2 separate regions of the Capra hircus genome follow, and region 1 is linked to region 2. The links are chromatin contacts, called in public Hi-C maps. All regions are on one chromosome and are shown on one strand. Each heading gives the region's core, a stretch centred on a gene start, on an enhancer-like site or on the middle of the called end of the contact. The rest is flanking DNA. Distances are from core to core; before and after follow the strand shown. Region 1 overlaps ZNF70 (zinc finger protein 70). Region 2 holds the start of DERL3 (derlin-3).

Region 1 (7,059 bases), core at 4,544-7,043, 55 kb after region 2:
GTCGAGCACCAGCGCATCCACACGGGCGAGAAGCCCTACGAGTGCGGCCAGTGCGGCAAGGCCTTCTGCCACAGCTCGGCGCTCATCCAGCACCAGCGCATCCACACGGGCCGCAAGCCCTGCGGGTGCAACGAGTGCGGCAAGGCCTTCCGCCACCGCGCGGCGCTCATCGAGCACTACAAGACGCACACGCGCGAGCGGCCCTACGAGTGCGGCCGCTGCGGCAAGGCCTTCCGCGGCAGCTCGCACCTCCTCCGCCACCAGAAGGTCCACGCGGCCGACCAGCTCTAGGGGCCCGCCCGGGCCGAGGGCACGCCGGCCCTGGTGCCCCTGGCCCAGTGGGTGGACTTGGGGGCCAGCCGGAAGGCCGGATCCCGGCGCCGGGGCGGAGCTGGCTCTCGGCTGGCCGTCTCGTCCTCTGCTGTGACCCGGGGGTGGGGGGTTGGTTTTGCCCTTCCTTCGCTTTTTCTAAAATGCAGATGAATACACGTCAGAGGGAGAAAGTGGGGTTAAGCCCCCGGAGACGTCCGGTGAGCTCTAACCTCAGGCACTTGCAGAAGTGAAGCGGGCGCAGCCCAAACAGCCCAGGGAAGACGAGTCCGAAGCCGAGGGCTGCCTTGGCCACTGCAGGGCCGCTCGGCGGCAGGGCGGAGAGGGTGCCGGAGGGCTCGTCCTGGGCTTGGGGTGGTGGACGAGGCCCCAGCGCCTCTCAGCCCTTGGCTGGGGTTGGCTGAGGGCGGGCCTGGCTGTGGGCCCTCCAGCGGAGGTGGAGGCGCCCCTGGGCTCAGCCAGGCACAGGACCCTGCCACCAGGAGCAGCCCTCCGCCAGACCCGGGGTCCGGGCTGGGGCGTCAGCGGGGCCTCTGTTCTGCGGGCTGGGCAGCCTGCTCTCTGTCCTCTGGAGATGAAGGGGTTCCGGTTTGAAGGGCTGGGTTCAGGGTCCAGCTCTGGCTCCTCCTGCCTTGGTGTCCTGGAGGAGGCCCCAAGGTTCCGTTTCCCTCTCCGGGAGGTGGGGATGTTGGGAATGCCACATTCCCCTGGGGGTGGGTGTGTGCAAGGCTCCCATGCAGACTAGGACGCGGCATTCTCGAGCTTTGGCAGCTGGCAACTGAGGACGGAGACCCAGGGTGACCCCCGGCCCCCCTGCTCCTTTCCTCGCCCCCCGGCAGGAGACACAGGCCTGACTGGTTCCCAAGATGGCAGGGCCCCTCCTCCTCTAGCTTGTGCCCTGGGTGTGGTGCCTGGGGCTATAGCACCCAGCACAGAGACCCTTTCCGGTTTCCCAGGCCAGTTTAGCTGGGCATCCCCAGGGCGGGGCTCTGAGGGTGCCGTGTTTCCAGAGCTCCCCCTCCTCCCACCTGTAGCAGGCGGGGGGCCAGCTCCCAGGTAGCCCCCTGGCATCGCCCAGGTGCAGGCCTGCCCTCTCTGACCCAGCGGGGCTTGAAGGTGGCCTTCCCAGTTCAGTCCCCTGGCCCCGGCCCAGGAATGGGCTTGGGCAGGGCTGCATCTGGCTGCCCCAGAAGCGTCTGTCTGCAGCCTGCGGCGGTTTCTGGTACTGGCCCTCGCAGGCCCCCTTAGCACCACTTGGGGAGGAGGTGGGCTGAGCTGTTTTTGAAGTTTTGCACGTCTGCGGCTGCAGTCCCAGGAGCCCATCAGGGTCACGCTGGTTATTTCAGCGGATAGGGCTCAGCTCAGCAGCTAGGATGGTCCTGAATATAAATGGGAAAGCCAGAGCTGTTCCTCCATCAGCGGGCTTGGCAGCCGGGGATGTTGAAAGGACAGGTCTGCTGGTCTGGGGAGACCAGCTCTGTGCAGCCCCTCTGCTGTTCGTGGGCACTAAACCAGCCCCTGTGTGTGCCCGTCTGGGTGGCAGCCCGCCTGGAGGACCGCCCGCCACTTGGGAGAGTCAAGAGAATGCCGACACCCCTGCTCGGTGCAGGGGGACGGGGCCCCCCAAGATCTACCTCCTTGCCCCGCCCCCGGCACCCCATTCGGCCTCAGCCTTGGCCAGGACTGTCCTTACTGGGCAGGGCAGTCATCCACTTCCAACCTTTGCCGTCTCCTCCTGCGAGCCGTGCTCCCAGCCAAATTGTTTTATTTTTTTCCAAGGATCACTTTGCACACGTCACCACTCTCCTTAAAACCACCCTTCCGGGGTCTCCTGCACGTAAACCCCCCGTTTCAGCCAACCTGGGTTACCCCCAACCCCAGCAAGCCTCCTGAACCCCCGCCATTCCCTCCCATCGGCCTCAACTATTTCCTGCTCGCCTCACGTTTCTAAACGTGCACTCTTTCTCCCCCACCCCTGTTTCCTTCCTTTTCTGATGATTTATGTAACACGGGGGGTTAGACTCCTTTCCTGAAGGGTTGACAGGCTCGCACAAAACTGTGGTCAGACCAGGCAAGCACTTTTTTTCAGAAGTGTGAGCAGAACCCCGTTCTTCAGTTCACGTTCTTTCCCTGTTTCCTTACGTGTTTTTAAATTCTTTTACTGAGGCTCTCAGACAGCGCGATGCTATAAGAGGCCATCTTGGCAGTATCTGAATCGTCCTTGAGTTTCGTTGTTGGATTTTATTTCATTGTCTTATGTTTTTTCCTTCTTTTAGCGGACGTTGTTGACTGTTGGAAAGCTCCAGGTTTTGGTTCTGTTTACTAATCGAATTGTTTTGTCAAAGTACATGTATTCTGCTCTTTTCTTTATCTTTTTTGTTACTTAATATTAATGCTTTACATTTCTAAGATTAATTATTTAGGTAATTAATAATTTTTAATATTTCTAGTAAACGTGGGTGCTTTGATCTATGTTTTCTTGTAGTTAGAGCCTTTTCTGCTCTATAATGTTACATGTTTGTTTTTTTGCTCTTGGGAATTTCCCTTTGACCCCATTATTATTATTTTAATTAGTATTTTTAATACTAATTAAAAATTAGTATTTTAAAATTAATCCTAATCCTAATCCCAGTGATGACTGCTTAAGACATTGCTGTTACTTCTTGTTGTATGTGGTGGTGTCAGTATTTCTAAGCGTCCATAGAAATTCTCTGAGCCTGAACATATTGTCAGTTTTCATACAGCACTTGTGTACCCTCAGGAAATGTGTTTTTACTCTGTTAGTTCAGGTCGTTGCATCAATCTTTATGTTATTTTGCTCCAGTCCGCACTTGCTCTAACTTGTCTTTCCTGCAGGGTCTGAGGACGCCTGGCAGCCTGTGAGCGTGCCGGGGTTCGGGGGCTGTGGGCCCGGGGACCGAGCAAAGCCGAGTGGGTATGTGCAGGGATGGGCTATTCTGGGAGGAAGCCTGTAGCCCCTGAAGCGCCTTGTGACCCCACAGTGGTTAAGAGCGCTCATTTCCTGGTCCAATCGAAGTCTGGCTTTGTGCGTTTCTTCACGTATTTCTGCTTTGCCTTAGTTTCTCTTCTGTGCGTGCTGCTTACGCTCTGTTAGTCATGCCGCTGCCTTGATGGACAGGGTGCACACGATCAAGTAATTACCGTATTTGGAGCAGATGTCTGTTCAGCAGAGATGAACTGAAAACCGGTGCCTTTGCACGCCCTCTTTGCCTCTTAATGCTTCTAGCTTCAACTTCTCTTTTCCAAACATCATAACGGAAACCCCTTGCTTTTTTTTTTAAATTTGCATCTGCACGAGAGTTTATTTAGCTTGGCATTTTATTTTTAAAATTTGTGTATATATTTTTGCTATATGTCTGTAACTTATAAACAGCAAATTATTGGAGTTTGCTTTCTGACTCTTTCTGTAATTCTTACATAAGAAGTTCTATTCGTAACGTGACTGTTTAGAGTGAGGCATGATTTATTTCCAGCTTAGTATTGCATTGGCGCGGTTAACCCCCAAAGGTCATGCTCATCCCCGCCCCATCTCTGTGAGTTATTGTCCGAGTGTGGAGCGTCCCGTCTAGGCCGCCGAGAGATCCACCATCGGGCACACCTGCCCCTCCTCCTGGTCTGGTCAGTGCCGGGCTCTGTCCTGAGTCCACTCCTGACGTCACAGGCTGGTGCTTCAGTGACCTCGGCTGTGACACGGAGGCTGTGATGGCGCTGCCCAGCCCCGTGGGGCTTGGAGGACTAAAGAGTGCACCCCTGCCCGGCAGCCTGAGGGCACAGATGACTCTCACACCGACAGCGTTTGAAACATTGCTTTCATTTTCTACCCTAACTCCCACAGATCATTCAGCATAACCTGGAGTGTTACGTGGTGCTTTATTACATTCTAGAAAAGTTTCAGCAAATACCACGAGATGCAGCAAAGAGCTAGACATCACAGATCAGGCCCCTGCGTGAGGGAGCCCACACAGTCGTGTGGGAGACGGGGGCCCTCTCCCACCTCCTGTCTGTCCCAGGATGGTCCCCTCGCCTGCCCCTCTCTCCCCTGGCCCTCCTGTGGCGAGGGCCGGCCACCGTCACAGCTGCAGAGGCTCCAGAAGGGGGCCGGCCTGGCCGCTCCTGTGGCGGGAGGGAAGCGAGGGCAGGAGTTTACCTCTCGAGCAGTAGTCTCGGATCAGCTCAGCCGGCCACCGCGGGGTCTGGGGGACAGTTCAGTGGGCGGCAGGAGCCCCCACTAGAGCTGCCAGGACTTCTCAGAGGCGGCAAGGGGGTTCAGTCACCTCGGCCCAGGTGGAAACCAGACGGCCTCTCGCGCAGCTCCTGGGGCCACGCGGAGGCTCCCCGGGATCACGGGTATCTGGATGTGTGCACCATGGACACGCACCACCTTTGGGGGGTAAGAGGAGGGGGGCAGCCCCTTTCTTCTGGGGGCCCCCTTGTCAGTGTCTGATAACCAGGAAACCAGGTCAGAAGGTGGTCTGGGGGTGCTGAGGGGGGTGTCTTCCACACCACAGGCCACACGCTCACCCAGCCTCCAGGACTCGGGTGGGGCTGAGGCTGGAGACTCACCCACGTTTGCTACCCCTACCCCCAAGGCCATCCCAGAGCAGCTGCCTGCGTCCTCGCGCCTGGCCCCTCCCCTCTGGTCCAACCCCGTGAGGGTGGGCCGGCCTGGGTCCATGCCTCCTGCTCTCCCCTGGGCCGCTGGCTGTCTGCAGGTGCTGGGGCCTGGCCCGGAGAAGCGCCAGCAGAGCCCGGAGGACGGGAGGGGAGCGGGGAGGTGAGCCCCGGAGTCTCGAGGGGCCAGAGGCAAAATACTGCGCTGTGTCCCTGGAAGGCAGTTTCCCGTGAAACCTTCGATAGAGGCCACCCCAGACGACCAGCCTGATCTGCTGTGGAGGCGTGGATCCCTCCCCGTAGCGAATGGTGATTGGGTTCTACCTGGACCCGGGACTTCTGTTTATATTATAATCTTTCCCCCACTGCCCCTCCAGGGATCTGGAAAACGGAGGCCTGGGCTAGACGGAAGCTTCCTCCAAGATTCTTTATTGAAGGGATTCGAAGAAAAACTTAGGTGGTCGGTAATCTGTGGGGGATGGAGGGGTGAGTGCTACGTGTAACGGTTTTACTGTTGTTACTGGACCAGTTTTGATGTGTTTCCCCCTTCAAGAAGCAGACCCAAACCCTGAGATGCTGAGGTTAGCAGCAAAGAGCGGGTTCATCCACAAGGCAACCAGGCAAGGAGACCAACCAGAGCCCGCTCTGGAATCTGCCTCCCTGCGGGCACGGGGCTGGGGCTCACGGATGAAGACCAAGCAGCAGGTGGCGCGGGGCGCGGGGAGCCTGCGGAAAGCGATGGACAAGGTGCGGGGACCGCGGCCCGCGCGGTGGACCCAAGCTCCGCCTCTGCGCTCGCAGCGCGGGCTGGGGGCGGAGCTTCCAGGGACACGCGGCCACGCCCAGTGGGAGGGTCAGCGGTCCCTCCAGTCCTAAGCTCAGCTCCAGCTAGACGCCGCTGAGTCTGGCTTCCTAGAGAACACTCCGGGCGGGTATTTTATGTTCTGGCTTCGTGATTGGAGGACATGTGAGACTTTTTAAAGGCTTGATTAAATCTAATCAAGGCCCTTGATTAGTGCGGGCAGGCGGAATGGATTTGACTGATCACGACCCTCAGTGTCACCATCTCAGGGGCCGCCCTCACCCCCACCTACCCTGCCAAAGGGGGGGCCTGGGTGCTGAGATGGGGGCCACACGTGTCCTAGACAGTCGGTCAGCGCTGCTGCTGAGCGGACCCGGGTCCATCCTCACACCGTCACTGGCCCCTGTGCTCAATAAAAGGAAGGAAAGCGGGAAAAGCGCTTTCTGGCCGCGGTGGCCTTGCGCGTTCCTCCATCACCATCTGCTGGCAGAGCCTGGCATGACACTAGCTGCACAGAAACCTCGGTGTCCTTTTGGGTGCCCCATCCTTGACCCCGAGATAGCACCCTCCGTCCAAGAGTCATTATAATCACAGCCAATTGTGTTAATTCGTCCTCAGATCCACTCACAGTTCCACGGAACATTCTGCTAACCTCTGACAGCTCCTACATAAGGCAATACTGAGAAGAAAAGAACGTGGTTGATAAATACAAACGCATACACAATAAGGAGCAAAGAAAAAAGACAAAAGTCCTCGCGGTTCTCTTTTGTTCATCTTTCATGAGCGGGATGGCAGATAAAACACAGAATGCCCAGTGAACAATTTTTTAGTCTAAGTACGGCCCCAATACTGCATAATCTTCAAATCTAATCTACCTTATTTTTAAAGTATCTTTTTTTTGCTGGTCACTCATTAGTTCATGCCCAAAGCCTTTGTTTCTTGACTCCCAACTTTCTGAGTCCTCTGGGGTGAGGAGCACCCCTAACCTCGAGAGCCCACTGTCCCCTTGGGACTAGACCCTTCTATGCCCATCACAGCTGACCGGAAGGGCCAGCGCATGGCCAGCGCTCGCGCCCCCTGGCGGACAGACTGCGGCAGCCCCGGGAGCCCGGGTGCGACCCCCGCGGTCTCTGGCGCCCTCTAGTGTGGAAAGATCTCAGCCTGGTGTTCTGAGTCATTGGGCCATATTTTATCAGTGACGATGATGGTCCTTTACCTGGAGGCACGTTTGGGGCGTGTCGGCTCAGGGGCAGAGCTATTAGCCTGCATCGCGCCCACAGGCATCGCGTCCTCCT
Region 2 (6,271 bases), core at 2,959-5,458:
AATCTTCTTCCAAAAGATGGCCCCGGGCGGAGGAGGGGAGGCCCTGCCAGCTGCTCCGGGCGCCAGCTGGAGGCAGTGGTCACGGTGGTGAGCGGGAGCGCCGGGCACCTGCCGAGGGTCCTGACAGCTGGGCACTGAGGGTCAGGCTGGCCCGGCAGCTGGGGAGGGACCGCTTCATCCAGCCAACCGAGGGCCGGGCGGGGAGCCCCAGGCCCACTGCTCAGCCAGGGAGCAGGCTGGGCGCAGAGCCGCTTGTCAGGACTCCGTGACCGGAGCCCAGAGGCGGCAGGCGGCTCAGTCTCTGAACTGGGCCTGGCCCTACCCGGCTCAGCTCCCTCACCGGGCCGGGCGCTTACTGAGGTCTGTGCCTCCTGCCTCCTGGATCCTTCCACCCTCTCTGTCTAGTGCCTGTAACTGTAGGCTGTGGCCATCTTCTCTGACCCGCGGCTTCCTCCAAAGAGCCAGCCGCCATCTGACCTCACCCCACTGAGGCTCCTTGCTGCCCGCAGAACGGAGAGCACAGCCTGCAGGGCCCGGTGGGCCAGCCTCTCAGCACGTGCAGCCCCCTCCCCACCCCCACCTTTGTTCCTCTGGCTGCCTCAGGACCTTTGCACGAGCTCTCTGTCCTCCTCCTCCACCCTGACAGCCCCCCTGCCTTCCCCAGCCCACTCATAGACCCTCAAACTCCCGGAAGGTCGAGTCTGCTACCAGGCTCAGAAGGCCAGGCCGCGGTCGCCCCCTCTGCTGGGCAGCCCTGGCGCAGCCCACCTGGACTGTGTCCGTTTTACCCTCCTGCCACGAGCAGCTGCTACCCAGTGAGTTCCGGAATCAGTGCTAAAAATATCCCGTGACCCAGACAGGAAGGGCCGCCCGGGACCCAGCTGCTCCTGGGGGCGCGGGCTGGAGCTGCGGTGAGGCCCACCCACAGCAGTGGGGGTGGGGGGAAGTCATCCACAGGAAGACTCCGCGCCCCCAGCACTCACCGTGTCTCTGCTTCGGGCCTGTGCTGCGTTCGGAATAAACTAACATTTAAAAATTGAGTGCATGGGGCCCTCAGAGAAGGCAGGTGAGCTCTGGTCCCTTCAGGGAGGCTTCCTGGAGTGGGGGGCATTTCCAGCACCCTCCCTCTCTCTCTTTTAAGGGAACACTGAGGATGGTAGGGAAGGGAGTGAGCGAGCGAAGGAGTCAGATCTGGGCCGTCCCAGGAGAGGAACGCTGACTCAGGGGTGGGGGGAGGGCTGGAGGGTTCCCTGTGGGAGGGAGGGTGGGCAGGGACGGTCCCCGGGTTCGGGGTTGTTGCTGGGGGCTCGCGAGGGTCTCTCCTGGTGTGGGAGCCCTGAGAGGAAAGAGGGCACTGTGGGCAGGCAGAGGGTGCTGTCCCGCCTGTAGGACGGGAGGAAGGGGGGTCTCCAGACCTGGGCACCCTGGGCTCCTTGCTCTGCAGCAGGCAGGAGCCCCGGGCCAGCAAGGGAACATAGGCCTCTCCCCCGGTGGCCCTGCTGCCCAGGACAGACGGACCAGGTAGAAGCCGCCAGCATCCAGCACGCCACCTTCCCGGGTCAGCCTGGCTCCCGGGGATGTGTGGAGCCTGGGGCTGCTTTCTGTAATGAACCGTCTGGAGGCGCCGAGGGTGGGAGCCGCGGATCCAGTGCCTCCAGAGCGGCCTGTCCTGGGCCTGCTGCTGGGCGGGAAAGCCTGGACACGTGGCAATGGCCCGCCCCAGGCCCTGCTTTGCCTCCTATGGAGCCCCACCTGGGGACCCCCGGGCTCTCCAGGAGAGGACCCTCCAGGCAGGACGGAAGGTCTGCAGTAGAACCTGCGCTGTCCCCGGCACGTCCTGCCCCCTACCCGGGGCTCCCAGCCTCCCAGGAGTGTGCTTCCTCAGCCGCAAACCAGGCTCCTGCCTGATCGGCCCCGTCGAAGGGGAGAGACAGGCCCTCTATCCCACGACGGCCCCTCCGTTAGCCCCGCCTGACCCCTGCAGAGGGCCAGCCAGCCCCTGCTGCTGACAGCCGGCAGGCCAGAATGCCTCCCCTTCCCCATGCACACAGGAAGCCTGACCCCTCTCACCGGCTCCTTCAAGCCTGGCGGGCGCCTGCTGGGGTGTCTGAGGCCCTGGATCCCTGGCCTGCAGCCATACTTCCAGCTGGGTGAGCTCTGCTCCCCCAAGTTCACCTCCAGCCTGACCTAGGTCTGCTCGGCTGGGAAACGGAGGCTGCCTGAGCGGGGGTTTCTCAGCCTGCTCCCACTGCCCAGCCTCCCAATCGCCTTGATCCGACTCCTGCTGTATCAGATTGAACTCTCCTCATGCCTGAACCAAATGCACAACCCCCCTTCATCCGCGCGCCTCTTCCTCCCCCTCCCTTCCCAAGTGGACCTCCAAGAGCACTCCCCAGGGACTCCTCTTAGCCCTCCCGTGATCCATCAGAGATAACCGTCTTGGCTGGTCATCTCCACTCTGGTCTCCTTGGGGGGACTCAGGGCCCAGCCCAGGGCTTCCCTCACCTGCCACACTGGAGTCTGAGGTTGAGCTCCTGTTTGGTAAAAGTCTGGACACTTCCTCTCCCTTGTGGCCACTGTTACCCAGGGCCCTTGGCGAGGCTGCGCATCTCAGACTTCCCAGGTTACGTGCCCCAGGGCCTCCCACCGCCTGGCCCCTACAGCCCTGTCCTGTCTCTGCAGCAGCCTCCCTGGTTGTCCACCTTCTCTCTCTAACTCGTGAGGGTGGAGCTGGCTGGGCCTGCCCTCGCGCCTCGGGCATCTCATGCGGGCCCAAGGCTACAAAGGCCATTGGTCTACTGAAGACTGGTACCCACACTTGAGCCGCCTGCCTGGCCTCTCTGCCACGTGGATTTTTCCACGCGGATGTCACATAGATCCCCTAGACTCAGTGAGGCCAGAACAGGATGCTCCATCCGCCTGCCCTCCCCCGTAAGCGTTCTCCAGCTCAGGAAAGACCATTGCCTTCCATCTCCCCTGTGGCTCAGTCCCTCAAGTCACCCTTGACTCTCTCTTACAGCTCCATCTAGTCTGCTGGCAAAACCCACATCCCGTCCCTCCTGGTCCTCCAGGTTCTGCCCTGCCCGAGCCACCAGCATCCCTGGCATCCTCCGCCTGCCCCCGGATTCCTCTGGCCTTCTGCTGTCCTCACAGCAGCCACAGGCATCTTTTTAAAGTGACAATCAAGCATCACTTCTTCACAGAGCCTTCCCAGATCATCCCATCTGGCAGGGGGCCCGCTACCCAACCCTCCAGCCTCCACTTGACTCTAATCACCATCACTGTCCTGCAAACACTAGTTCTCATCGTAGCAGAAGCCCCTGACCCCGCGGTCTCCTTGGCTACACCGGGAGTGATAGCATCTTTTGTTGGCCACCGTGTCTCCAAGCATCCAGAACAGTGCCTGGCACACAGTCCATGCTCAATAAACTAGAGACTGTATTTATTAGAAGGAATACATAGAGTTTCTCTTTTCCACCCAAGTAACGAGTCTCTCTCCAGCCTGTCCACTTGCGCCAGCCGGTCTCCGCACCTTCTGTCTCACCAGTGCCGCAGGTCCCCACTCTGCCCCTCCCCTGGCGGCCCTCGTTGGGGCTTCCCAAAGGAACCGACAGTTTCAGCGGGGCCTGGGCTTGCAGGGAGATTTGGACACAGCCGCCGAGCGTCTCCCTCCTGCTCTGGTTCTCAGAGGGAAGGACAGCCTGGGACCCCAGCCAGCCCAGGTAGGGTGGCTGAGCAGGGCGGTCCAACTCCAGGCTCCGCCCCGCCCATGCCCCACCCACGCTGCGTGGGTGGAGGCCAGGAAGCGGCTGGACGGCGGGTGGTGGGCCGGGCGGGAGGCTGCGAGGCCGCACCCCTCAGCCTCACGGGGGCGGGGGGCCCCCTCTAACAAGTGCTGGTAGCCTCAGCCTCGCCCGCAGGGTGGGCCAAGGTGTCCCCGCTACCGGCAGCCCCTAAGTCCCCTAAGGGCTCAGTTCCTCATTGGCCACACCTCCCGCGCCACCGCCGAGGGCACCACAACACGCGCCTCGTGCTCCATCGTGGGGCTTGCTCATTGGCCCCGGGTTACGCCCCGCCCACGCCCCGTCCCGCCCCCGTCCCTCCGCTATCTCTTCCTATTGGCTATCTGCCCCAGGGCCCCGCCTTCCAGCCGCGGGCGCGCTCCACCGCAGGTGCGGATTGGCTGAAGGCGGATGGGCGGGGCTTGGAGGCGGGTTAAGAGAGCGTGGCGGGCCGACCACGATGCCTCGGAAGCGTCCATGGCGTGGCAGGGGCTGGCGACCGAATTCCTGCAGGTGCCGGCGGTGACGCGGACGTACACCGCGGCCTGCGTCCTCACCACCGCCGCCGTGGTGAGCCGGGAGCCGCGGTGGGGGAGCGCCGCCGTGGTAACCGCCCCCGGGGGTTGCCAAGGTTACGATTGGACCCCCCCCCCCCGCCCCGCTCCCCCAGGGTGGGTGGGTCGGGGGGCAGTTTCTAAGATCTCCTGGTTCCGCAGCAGCTGGAACTCCTCAGTCCTTTCCAGCTCTACTTCAACCCGCACCTCGTGTTCCGGAAGTTCCAGGTGAGGCCGCCCCGCCCCTTGCACTTGCTGGCCCAACCCCTCCCGCCCAGAGCTGGCCTGACCGCCCCCCACCCCGCCGCACCTCACGCAGGTTTGGAGGCTCATCACCAACTTCCTCTTCTTCGGGCCCCTGGGATTCAGCTTCTTCTTCAACATGCTCTTCGTGTATCCTGCGCCGTGGTGGAGGCGGGAGCGGGCGGGGGGGCGGGGTGCGGAGGACTGGGCGGGAGGCGGCGGGCCTGGGGAAGCTGAGCCCTTCCAAGGGGCACGCTTCCTATACCAAAGCCGCAGGTTCCGCTACTGCCGCATGCTGGAGGAGGGCTCCTTCCGCGGCCGCACGGCCGACTTCGTCTTCATGTTTCTCTTCGGGGGCGTCCTGATGACTGTATCCTTCCAGGGCTCGGGGACCTGTGGGTCCGGGCCTGTGCTGGCCCTGCGGCCCTGCTTGAGCGCCGGCCCAGAGGGAGAGTTGCGCCCCCGAGCTGAGGGTGCTTTGGAGCGTAAATCCCGTGCTCAGCTGCAGGTGCCCCTGTCGAACTCCAGGGCTACACCCAAAGTACCACAGGGCAAGGTGCCCAGGGGCTGAGTCCTGAATGCAGGTAGCCAGGAGGATCTAGGGCTGGGCCCGGGAGCTGGGGTCAGGTGGAGAGGCAGGGCGGATCAGGTGGCCCCTGGAGGCCACGACTTGGTCTTAGAGTGGGAAGTGAAACCAACTAGCTTGATTTCAGGGGTTTAGGAAGTCAGAGGGGCCCTGGGCAGGGCACAAGACCTTGACTCTGGCCCAGCTACTGGGGCTCCTGGGTAGCCTCTTCTTCCTGGGCCAGGCCCTCACAGCCATGCTGGTGTACGTGTGGAGCCGCCGCAGCCCTGGGGTGAGGGTCAACTTCTTTGGCCTCCTCACCTTCCAGGCGCCATTCCTGCCTTGGGCGCTCATGGGCTTCTCCATGCTGCTGGGCAACTCCATCCTGGTGGACCTGCTGGGTAAGCCTGCTGTCTAGGGAGCCCGCCCCAAGTTGGGTGTGCTGGGCCAGAGCCCTGGTCCTCTCCCTGTCCCCCACCGCTCTTCTCCACTCCGGGCACCCCCATTCCTCCAGCCCCTCCAGCAAGCCAGCCTATCAGTTTTCCTTCTTCGAGCCTGACCCATTCGCTGGCACTTGTGTGGGGCCCGACCTCGTGGGGATGGGTGGCTCAGGGCGCCTGCTTCACGGCTCTAGTTCCTCTGATGTCCTCAGGCCTGACCTCCTCCCAGGTTCTGCCCACTTCTGGACCAAGCCTGGCCCCACGCTGGGCTGGCCGGCCGTGCAGGGCATCGGACACCCATGCTCTGGGGGCTTCAGGGCTGTGACGGGTGGCCTCACTCAGCACTGGTGGCTCTCCCACAGGGATCGCGGTGGGCCATGTCTACTACTTCCTGGAGGACGTCTTTCCCAACCAGCCTGGAGGCAAGAGGCTGCTGCTGACCCCCAGCTTCCTGTGAGTGCTGACAGCCTTCCCCACCCCCCTCCCCAGATGGCTCTCCACCCCATGGGGGGTACCCTGCCAGCTGCAGCTCACCGTGGGCCCCTCCTCACAGGAAACTGCTACTGGATGCCCCAGCGGAGGACCCCAATTACCTGCCCCTCCCCGAGGAGCAGCCAGGACCCCTGCAGCGGTGAGGACGACCTCACCCAGAGCTGGGTCCCCCACCCCACCCCTGGCCTGCGACGC

The links. Hi-C and Micro-C count contacts between places; a contact is called where the count stands out from the background.
Region 1: a contact with region 2 is called in a Hi-C map of blood, with 2.7 times the contacts expected there. The contact joins the enhancer-like site here to the promoter of DERL3 in region 2. A contact is called at or near these places in 2 of 5 Hi-C or Micro-C datasets (both in blood).

What each region holds. Positions count from the first base shown.
Region 1 is chr17:150,373-157,431 of ARS1.2, forward strand. ZNF70 (zinc finger protein 70) reads left to right here. Exons shown (of 2, transcript XM_018060915.1): 2 at 1-3,742. The coding sequence ends at 291. Among named protein-coding and RNA genes, the nearest start is that of ZNF70, 12 kb to the left of the region's middle. Within about 2 kb of position 5,794, at least 1 of the 5 cell types and tissues checked has an H3K27ac peak or open chromatin away from gene starts, as enhancers often do.
Region 2 is chr17:96,825-103,095 of ARS1.2, forward strand. It overlaps DERL3 (derlin-3), which reads left to right and starts at 4,209. Exons shown (of 7, transcript XM_018060911.1): 1 at 4,209-4,352; 2 at 4,502-4,564; 3 at 4,656-4,729; 4 at 4,856-4,949; 5 at 5,350-5,545; 6 at 5,947-6,037; 7 at 6,138-6,271. The coding sequence starts at 4,260. The coding sequence ends at 6,219.